Regions from separate parts of the Sus scrofa genome. Here region 2 is linked to region 1. A link is a contact called in public HiChIP or PLAC-seq data. All regions are on one chromosome and are shown on one strand. Each heading gives the region's core, a stretch centred on a gene start, on an enhancer-like site or on the middle of the called end of the contact. The rest is flanking DNA. Distances are from core to core; before and after follow the strand shown. Region 1 overlaps LOC100514494 (schwannomin-interacting protein 1). Region 2 overlaps LOC100514323 (NACHT, LRR and PYD domains-containing protein 1a-like).

Region 1 (4,366 bases), core at 1,118-3,617:
GCTTAAAAGCAAGAGGGAACAGTCCCTCCTGCCTCACCGGAGGTGTGGGCAGGAGAATGCGTGCTTGTGCGCAGGGATATCCTATATATGGGCGAGACGTTAGTGGCAACGGTGGGAGACCCACCACTGTTGACAAAGCCACAACTATTACGACTTGAAATATCACCCGCGGGGCACCCGCTTCGGTGCCAGAGTTTTCCCTGATTTATTTTCAGGCCAGTGACTCACAACCTCGTCTCATAAGTAATTCCATTAAAATGAGTCGCTGGTTCCACTAACCCGACTTTCCGCTGCCCTCTGGCTGCCGCTCCCTCCTCTCCGCCTATCCTGAAAACCCAGACAGCTCAGAGACTAAGCAGCCGTACCCCAGCGGAGAAGGCAGGCTCTCCCGCCCGGCCCCCACCCTCCCGGCAGGATGAATGGGGCCGCAGGAGCGCGGGAGCGCGGGGAGGGCGCGTGCGGACCGTGCGCTGGGTGTGTACGCGTGTGCGCGCGTGAGCACGCACCCCGGCCAACTTACGCAGGTGGAGTTGGTCCTCGCCTGGCCCTGGTTCCGCACCTCCTGCTCCCGGAACTGCAACCCAGCCAGATGCTTCTCCAGCGCCTCCCAGTCCATAGGGGGCACTGGGGGCTCCTCCGGGACACAGGTCCCGCTGTCCGTGGGCTGAGGGCACAGGCCACCGACCGCCGGGCTCCGGCCGCCGCGTCGGCCCCCAGCCGGCTGAGGCTTCTGGACCATCCGGCGGGGGGGCCGGGAACCACCCGGCCGGCTGGCCACCACCACGTTGCCATTGTGCCTGAGGTCCTGGGGGTCGTGCGGGTGGAGGTTGCCATTGGGCACGGGGGTGGCATGGCGGTGGTGGCGCCTCTGCCCCCGCCGCCGCTGCGGGCCCTGGCGCTCACGTCCCCCGGTTCCCGGGCCGGACAGCGGTCATCCCGGTATCCTCGCTCGTCGCGCTCGTCCTCCTCTTCCTTCTCCTCCCCGTCCTCCTCCGGCGCCCACTCATTAATCACCTTCTTCTGGTAGACCGGGAAGGGCTCCTCATAGTCCTCCAGGGCAGACACCAAGTCCAGGCTGCCCCCCGGCGACGACGAGGATTTGCACTCGGAGCAAGGGGTCACTTTGGTGGAGTTGGACTGTGAACTGGCGCGGCTGCTGCTGCTGCTGCTGCCGGCGTCACTGCCTAGATCCATCCCATCCTCTCGGTAATCCTGGGGGGAGGAGGCAGAGAGAGTGAGCCGCCGGGCCCAGCCAGCTCTAGCCGCCCGCCGCCCGCCGCGAACGCCCCGGCCCAGTGCCCCGCGCCCACCTGGCTGGAGGTGCGCCCCCCAAGGAGGCCGGGGGGTAGGAGCCGGCACGAGTCTGAGGCTTCCCTCATCCCATTCCCTCCCCTGCGACAAGACTTCCTCCGGGTAACTAACCCTCAAATCAGCAAAGGGGGTGCCCAGCCACCCACGCTCAGACTTTCCGTAAGAGGGACCCCGGGGCGCGCATGGACTTTGTTTTAACCATTTTGCGCGGGGCGCGCCCCTGCACCCACCCCCAAGGATTCTCCGAGAACCAGACACTTTCTCAGAGAATTATAATTCCCTGAGGGCGGGGACTGAGAAGAGTGGGCGGCTACTAAATTCGCACCTCGCGCTGGGCTGGGAGACCACCCCCACTCGGCCCCGCCCCGCCCCCGCCGGCTGGGGGGAGCCCAGCTCCGCTAGCAAGCTGAGCTTTACTTTCTAAGGAACGGAAGGCAGCTCTGAGGTCTCACTCCCACCTCCGCACCTCTCGGGCCAGCCCCTCCTCGGCTGGCCTGAAGGCTCGGGGTGGGGTTGGGGGGCACTCTTGGCTCCCACCGGGCGAGGTGGCCCCGCCACCCCCAAAGGTGAGCCAGGCCGGGGAACGGCGGCAGTTGCTGCAGGCGCCGCCGCCGCCGCCCTGGGGGAGGGAGGACGCGCCCTCCTGGCGCGGAGCGGGTCCCGCCACGGAGCATGCCCAGAGGCTGCCGGGCGCGGCGCAGTCCGCTGTCCCCGCTTTCTCGGCTGCAGGCTGGGGCGGGAGGCCGGACAGGGTTAGGGCTGGAGAGGCCGGGAAAAGGCCCGAGGGAAGGGGGTTCGGAGCTTCAGGAGGTCAGACCGGTCACTTGGCGGCACCCCGGGAAAGGTGGTGAATTTTAACCCCCAGACACACATATTTCCTGGGCGCGCCTCAAGCCCTCTCTGCGGCGCTCATTACCCCGCCTAAACCTCCCGGCTCCCCAAAGCACAGGCCGGGTGCTTCCTAAACCCACGCGGAAGTCCCCGAGTGACCCCTTGCAGGACCTGCCTCCCCACCAACATGCACACATACAGAAGCCCGTGTGGGAGCGCGAGTGACGTGTCCTCAATGATCATGCACCATCACTTCCCTTCCATCTTCCTCCTCGCCGCTTCCTCTCCCTCCACCCCCCAGCTCCAGCCGCCTGGCCTGGCCGGCTCTCCCTTCTAAGTTCAGGCTGTGTGTGGAACCTGTTGCTTTAGCTCCAATTTTCTTTCCCCTGGCGGGTACATGGCACATGCTGAGACGGACCTGTTAGAGGTGCATGTATGGGAAGTGGAGGGGTAAGTGTGAGATGGGAATGCTATCTGGCATGGAGGTGGGGAATCTGTTCTAAAGGTTTGGGTGAGCCTCCAAAGTCCCCTTTGGCCACCTCCAGTCAAGGGGACATTAAAGGAGGGGAAGAGGTGGGGTCAGGTCACATGTTTCTGGCACTGGCTTGGCTTCCTTAAATTTTTCAGGAAACAGAGTCAAAGAAACACAGTGACTTTTCCAAAACACAACCACTGGAGTTCCTGTCATGGCTCAGGGGTAACGAATCTAACTAGTATCCATGAGGACACAGGTTCGATCCCTGGCCTCGTTCAGTGGGTTAAGGATCCAGTGTTGCCATGAGCTGTGGCGTAGGTCGCAGTCAGGGGTGGGATTTGGTATTGCTGTGGCATAGGATTCAACCCTAGCCTGGGAACCTTCATAGGCCTTGGGTGCGTCCCTAAAAAGACAATAACAAAACAAAACAAACCCCCACAACAACTGCCTTAGTTTGGCAGCTCATCCTTTTTAGGAACAAGTCTCCACGAAGTGAAAAATACCAACACTTGGAAAACTGAGAAGGGTCACAGAGCACTTTTTAAGACCTTCCAGTGAAATAAGACCTTCCAACTCTAGGGAAATAGGAAATGCCCTCATCACTGTTTATGAAAAACAGCACTTAGAACTTAAATGTTCTCCTACACACACAAAAAAAGATAAACATGTGAGGTGATGGATGTAACTGGATGGGAGGAACCCTCTCACAACATTTATATAGTTATATATAAAACCACCATCGTGTGCACTTTAAATATCTTATAATTTGTATGTCAATTTTATCTCAGTAATGCAGAAACAATTTTTTTTTTTTTTTTTTTTTTTTAAATTCAGTGCTTACTTGTGCTGTAGATTGAGGAAAACCAGTTTCCCTGAATTTCCAGATTTGGGCCTGTTACTAATTATTACCAGTGAATTGGAGTCTGGACCAGGCCACTGCCCTGGCTTGGCACCCTCCTGATGGAGGAACAGGGGAATGCTTGGAATTCTTTAGTAGGGAGTGGCTGCCACCCTGATATTTCTTCTAGGTCCTAATTGGAAGAGACACTTTGTTTAAGTGATTTCAGCAAAGTACAACTCTTTCCTCTCTTAGGTAGGCCTGTGCCAGTGAAGATAAACTAATCTTTTAACTTGTCTGGAAGCAGCTATCTTATGAATAACAGGAAAAAGGGCCTTCTAGTCTGGCCCCTTTACAGCTTTTCTGTAAAACAAGACTGACTATAACTTAAAATGTCTTTCATGGCAGCATCTGTAAACAGCCTGCCTCGTGCTCCAAATATGGTTTGATTTTGAAGTTGCTGTGGAGCCCTGGGTCAGCTGGCTGCCCTTTCTACGGAGTGGAGGTGGCTCTATGAGTGTTCAAAGATGTGGGTAGAAAGTGTTGTGTGCTGAGAACTGATCAGCTGCTTTTCAAGTTGCCATGTGACTTGGCAAGGCTTAGGTCAGAAAAAAAAAAAAAAAAGCTCCCTGCTCTGGCAAAACACAGGTAGACAGACAAGTATAGATCAACTGGGGTGATAAGGGAGAGTTGTGGTCTCTGTCCAATTTTCAAGCATCAGGACCACCTCAGCCCATCCAGACCCCCTCCAGGGCTCCGGCTCGGCCCCCTGCTGCTCAGATGGTCTGTGTTCAGGGAATGCAAAATGAGGCCTTAGAAAAAACATTTGGAAGGTAAATCCACTGCCAAAAATGCATGGTATTTCAAAGCCAAATAGAACATCTTTGAATTATCTGTCCTTTTAAATTATT
Region 2 (4,366 bases), core at 1,246-3,745, 270 kb before region 1:
ATTGTCTTCAAATAGTTAAACATACTTAACCATTTGACCTAGAAATTTTTCTCTTCTGTGTATACCCAAGAGAAATGGAATTGTATCTCTGCATAAGAACTTGTGCACAAATGTTCACAGCAGCTTTGTTTTTTTTTGTTTGTTTGGGTTTTTTTTTTTTTTTTTTTTTGGCTTTTTAGGGCCACACTCATGGCACATGGAAGTTCCTAGGCTCGGGAATTGGAGCCGCAGCTGCCAGCCTACACCACAGCCATAGCAATGCAGGATCCAAGTCATGTCTGCGACCTTCACAACTCATGGAAACGCTGGATCTTTAACCCACTGAGCGAGGACAAGGATTGAACCTGAGTCCTCATGGATATTAGCCAGGTTCATAACACATTGAGCCACAGCGGGAACTCCCACGGCAGCATTTTTCATGATCGTTAGACTTTGGAAAAACCCCTGTGTCCATGAAGTTTTAAAAGCATAAACAGTATGTGGTGTGCTTGTTTATATTAGTTTGCTAGGATTGCTATCTATAACAAAGTGCCATAGCCTGGAGGGCTTAACCAACAGAAAAGTGTTGTCTCCCTTCTGAGGACCTATGAGAGAAGGATCAGTTCTGGATCTCTTTCCTTGATTTGTAAATAGCCATCTTCATGATCACATAATGTTCTCCTTGTGAGGGGTCTCTGTGTCTGAATTTCCCCTTTTTGTAAGGACATTAGTCATCCTGGATTGGGGCCCATCCTAATGACCTTATTTTACTTGAGGTAACTACTGCCATGAAGACTAGTCTATTTCCAAATAATGTCACATTCTAAGTACAGTGGGTTAGGACTTCAACACGAATCATGGAGGGGACACAATTCACTACATAAGACCACAATGGTGGAGTTCCTGTCGTGGCTCATTGGAAAGGAATCTGACTAGCACCCATGGGGACGCAGGTTCAGTCCCTGGCCTCTCTTGGGTAAGGATTTGGCATTGCGGTGAGCTGTGGCATAGGTCACAGATGAGGCTCAGATCTGGCGTGGCTGTGGCTGTAGTGTATACCGGCAGCTATAGCTCTCATTTGACCCCTAGCCTGGGAACCTCCATATGCCACAAGTGCGGCCCTAAAAAGACAAAAAAAATTAAAAAAATTTAAAAAAGAGACCATAATGGAATATAATTCAGCCATAAAAAAGAATGAAGTGCTGATACATGCTACAACATAGCTGAACCTTGAAAACATGCTCATTGAGAAAAGCCAGCTACCAAAGCTCACATACTATGCCATTCCCTTTATATGAAACGTCCAGAACAGGCAAATCTATTGAAGCAGAAAATAGATGATTGGTTATCGAGGCCTGGGCAGAACGGGCAGGTTGGGAGTGATAGTTGAAAGATACAGAGTTTTTGGGGAGGTGATGAAAATGTAAAACTGATTGTTGTAATGGGTGTACATCTCTGTGAATATACAAAGCTGTACACTTTAAATGAGTGGGTTGTGTAGTATGTGGTGAACTAGACCTCAATAAAGCTGTTACAGAAAAAAAAGTTACTCCAGGAGAAAAAAACTCAGGTAACCCCAAAAAATTCCATGTATTTTCTTGAAAAACTTAAGCTCAGACATGTTTGTGTCCAGGGCTCTGTTTCCCAAATATTATGCTGGGCCTGTGGAGGCACTCGTGGCATATGGGGGTTCCTAGGCTAGGGGTTGAATTGGAGCTGTAGCCGCTGGCCTACACCACAGCCACAGCAACGCGGGATCTGAGCCACGTCTGCGACCTACACCATGGCTCACAGCAATGCCAGATGCTTAACCCACTGAGCATGGTCAGGGATCGAACCCAAATCTGCATCTCATGGGTACCAGTCAGGTTTGTTATTGCTGAGCCATAACGGAACTCCCCCTTTTACTTGTTTTTAAAGCAAAGGTTTCTTTTTTTTTTTTTTTTTTTTTTAAGTTTAACTTTTTCTAGTTGAATGAAAGGGATTCAAGGAGGGGACTATGGATTTTGTCTGCATCTAGGTTGCATTATAAAGGACAGCTGGGTGTGGTGAAGGTGGCACCCATCAGAATGAGAAAACAGGAAAAGAGAAACTCAGAGTCGAGGATTGTTTGTGTGCTGGCTTCCTGGAGTAGGGATCCTGCTGCCAGAGCCCTCACCTGAACAAATATGGGAAGGCACTTGTCATCGCAGGCTTGGTCTGGCCTGTCCCAGGAGTTTAGGAATGCATGTGACCTATTAATAAAAATAGCTACCACCTATTAAATGACTACTGTGTGTGAGGCTTTGGGCTTGTCACTCTTCACCAATAATTTATTGGTTCTCAAATTTGTACTGTGAGGCAGAAAGATGGTCCTGGGGGCTTGAGGGGACTTGCAGGGCAGGGAGACAGAGATAGAATCAGGAGTCCTAAGACCAGAAACAGAGGGAAGATGAATTGAAGGGATGGCCCCAGGCTCTATCTCCCAGGGATCTGGGCAGAAGGTGCCTCACTTGGGGCTGGTCCCTGCAGAATTATACCCCAGCAGAGGCCCCAGACTGGCAGAGGGAACTGGCAGAATAAAGAGGGACCATGATGGGGACTCCTTGGTTTTTTTAAAGCTGGGCAAACTATCCATTCATTCACCCATTCATTCATTCATTGAGCATGTCTGTAAGGGTGGATGCTGGGAAATCAAGGTAATGAGACATGGCCTCAGCCCTCAGGGGCTCACAGACCAACAGCTAAACAAGCAGCCACTGTTTGGCAGTGGCGTAAATGGGAGAGGATGGATCATGGTGGAGTAGAGGGAGACTGCCGGCAGAAGTGACAGGTTGGGCTGGCTCTTGATGGCTACTTAGGAGCTCTGGAGATTCGGTCTCGGGAAGGAATTTCTAGCCAATGGGATGGCATCTTTTTTTTTTTTTTTGGCCACACCCATGGCATTTGGGAATTCCTGCCCTGGGGATCAAACCTGAGCCACAGCAGTGACAATGCTGAATCCTTAACTGCTTGGCTGCCAGGGGACTCCTTTTTTCTTTCCTTTTTTTTTTTTTTTTTTTTTTTTTTTTTTTTTTTTTTTTGTGGGAGAGGTGGCATTTATAAGGGCTTGGAGGAAGGAGTGGTAATCATCTGGGGTACAGCTTGAAAAATGGGGGAGTGATTAAAATGAGTTGATTCTAGTCCAGCTGTTTTCAACCCTGGGTGTACATTGCAGTTATCTGGGGACCTTTAAAAAAAATACTGCTGTTCAGGTCCCACCCCAGCCCAGTTAAATTAGAATCTCTAAGGGAGGGCAGAGTTCCCGGCATGGCTGTGTTTAGAAAGCTCCCTAGGTGATAGCAGCATGTAACCAAGGTTGAGAACCACTGCACGGACCAAGGCTGTGTCTTATCACCTTGATTTCTCAGCACCCGCTTCTCCCCAGTGCATGCCTTGCCCTCCACTCAGGCACCCTCTCATGGAGGAGCCTACCTCCAGCTCCCCCTCTGCCTCCACATCCGATCAGTCACCACCTCCTGGGTGTTGAACTGCTGAAGTCACAAGGAACATCTTTGCAAGTAACAACATGGTTAAGGGTGCAATTTGGGGCCAGGCTGCCCAGGTTGAAATCTTAGCTTCAGACCTCCTGGGTGGGAATTAGTGGAGTAGGATTGGGGGGTGGGGTGGGAGTTGCAGAAGTAAATTTGCTGACCTCAGCTTACCTCATTAGGAAGTAAGAGTTAATGTGTAAGTCCATGTAAAGTTCTTACATAAATGTACATAAAAAATATAAATATGCAAAACAAGTAGATATAAGTGAGTGAATATGTGTAAATGAGAAAGTACAGGTACAGAACCTGGCACATTGTGGACACTCAAAAAAAGAAAAAAAAGCTGCTTGCTCCTAGCTGCTGTGTTGTTCTCATCTTTATTTTCCAGTCTTTTCTTTCCTCCATGTAATTACTGCCTGTCCTTGGTTTCTGGTTGTCAGTAGTTGCATGCAGGGAGGGAAGATTTGAGAATCATGCTAATAGCTTACCATGTGTTTACTTAGGGATCCCGAGCCTGAGTGGCGGGTGAATAGCAGCAGCAGCTGAGGAGTGGGAGTCGGGGGATGAACATGGCCGAGCACACTGCCTGGGTGCTTCCTTGGTCTGCCAGGGAGGTCCTGGAGGTGGAGGTCGGCGTCAGATTTGAAAGTTGCTGACATGCCCTCCCAGGGCTGTGGAAGTGAAAAGAAGGCTGGGAATGGAGAGTGGGGGCGGGGTGTGAGTAGTTGGGTAAGGGTGGAGGAGAGCGGAAGGCACGTGGAGGGCACCACAGAGGTAGGCAGAGAGCCAGGACAGACACCATGGACGGGAGGGCCGTGGAGGGCAGGAGGGAGTAGTAGGTGTCTTTACCCAAGGGAGCTGTGGATCTGGGGTTG

What was found. HiChIP or PLAC-seq counts read pairs in DNA pulled down with a chosen protein or histone mark.
Region 2: a contact with region 1 is called in an H3K27ac HiChIP or PLAC-seq map of skeletal muscle, with 2.5 times the contacts expected there. The contact joins two enhancer-like sites. A contact is called at or near these places in 1 of 47 Hi-C or Micro-C datasets (embryonic fibroblasts) and 1 of 2 datasets of contacts at active chromatin or transcription factors (skeletal muscle).

Annotation. Positions count from the first base shown.
Region 1 is chr13:99,500,087-99,504,452 of Sscrofa11.1, reverse strand. LOC100514494 (schwannomin-interacting protein 1) reads right to left here. Exons shown (of 12, transcript XM_021069725.1): 5 at 843-1,212; 6 at 521-840. Among named protein-coding and RNA genes, the nearest start is that of IL12A, 230 kb to the left of the region's middle. Within about 2 kb of position 2,367, at least 63 of the 83 cell types and tissues checked have an H3K27ac peak or open chromatin away from gene starts, as enhancers often do. A contact at or near this core is called in skeletal muscle, where this site is marked.
Region 2 is chr13:99,768,045-99,772,410 of Sscrofa11.1, reverse strand. The region is part of intron 3 of LOC100514323 (NACHT, LRR and PYD domains-containing protein 1a-like); the gene reads left to right. Among named protein-coding and RNA genes, the nearest start is that of IL12A, 37 kb to the right of the region's middle. Within about 2 kb of position 2,495, at least 10 of the 83 cell types and tissues checked have an H3K27ac peak or open chromatin away from gene starts, as enhancers often do. A contact at or near this core is called in skeletal muscle, where this site is marked.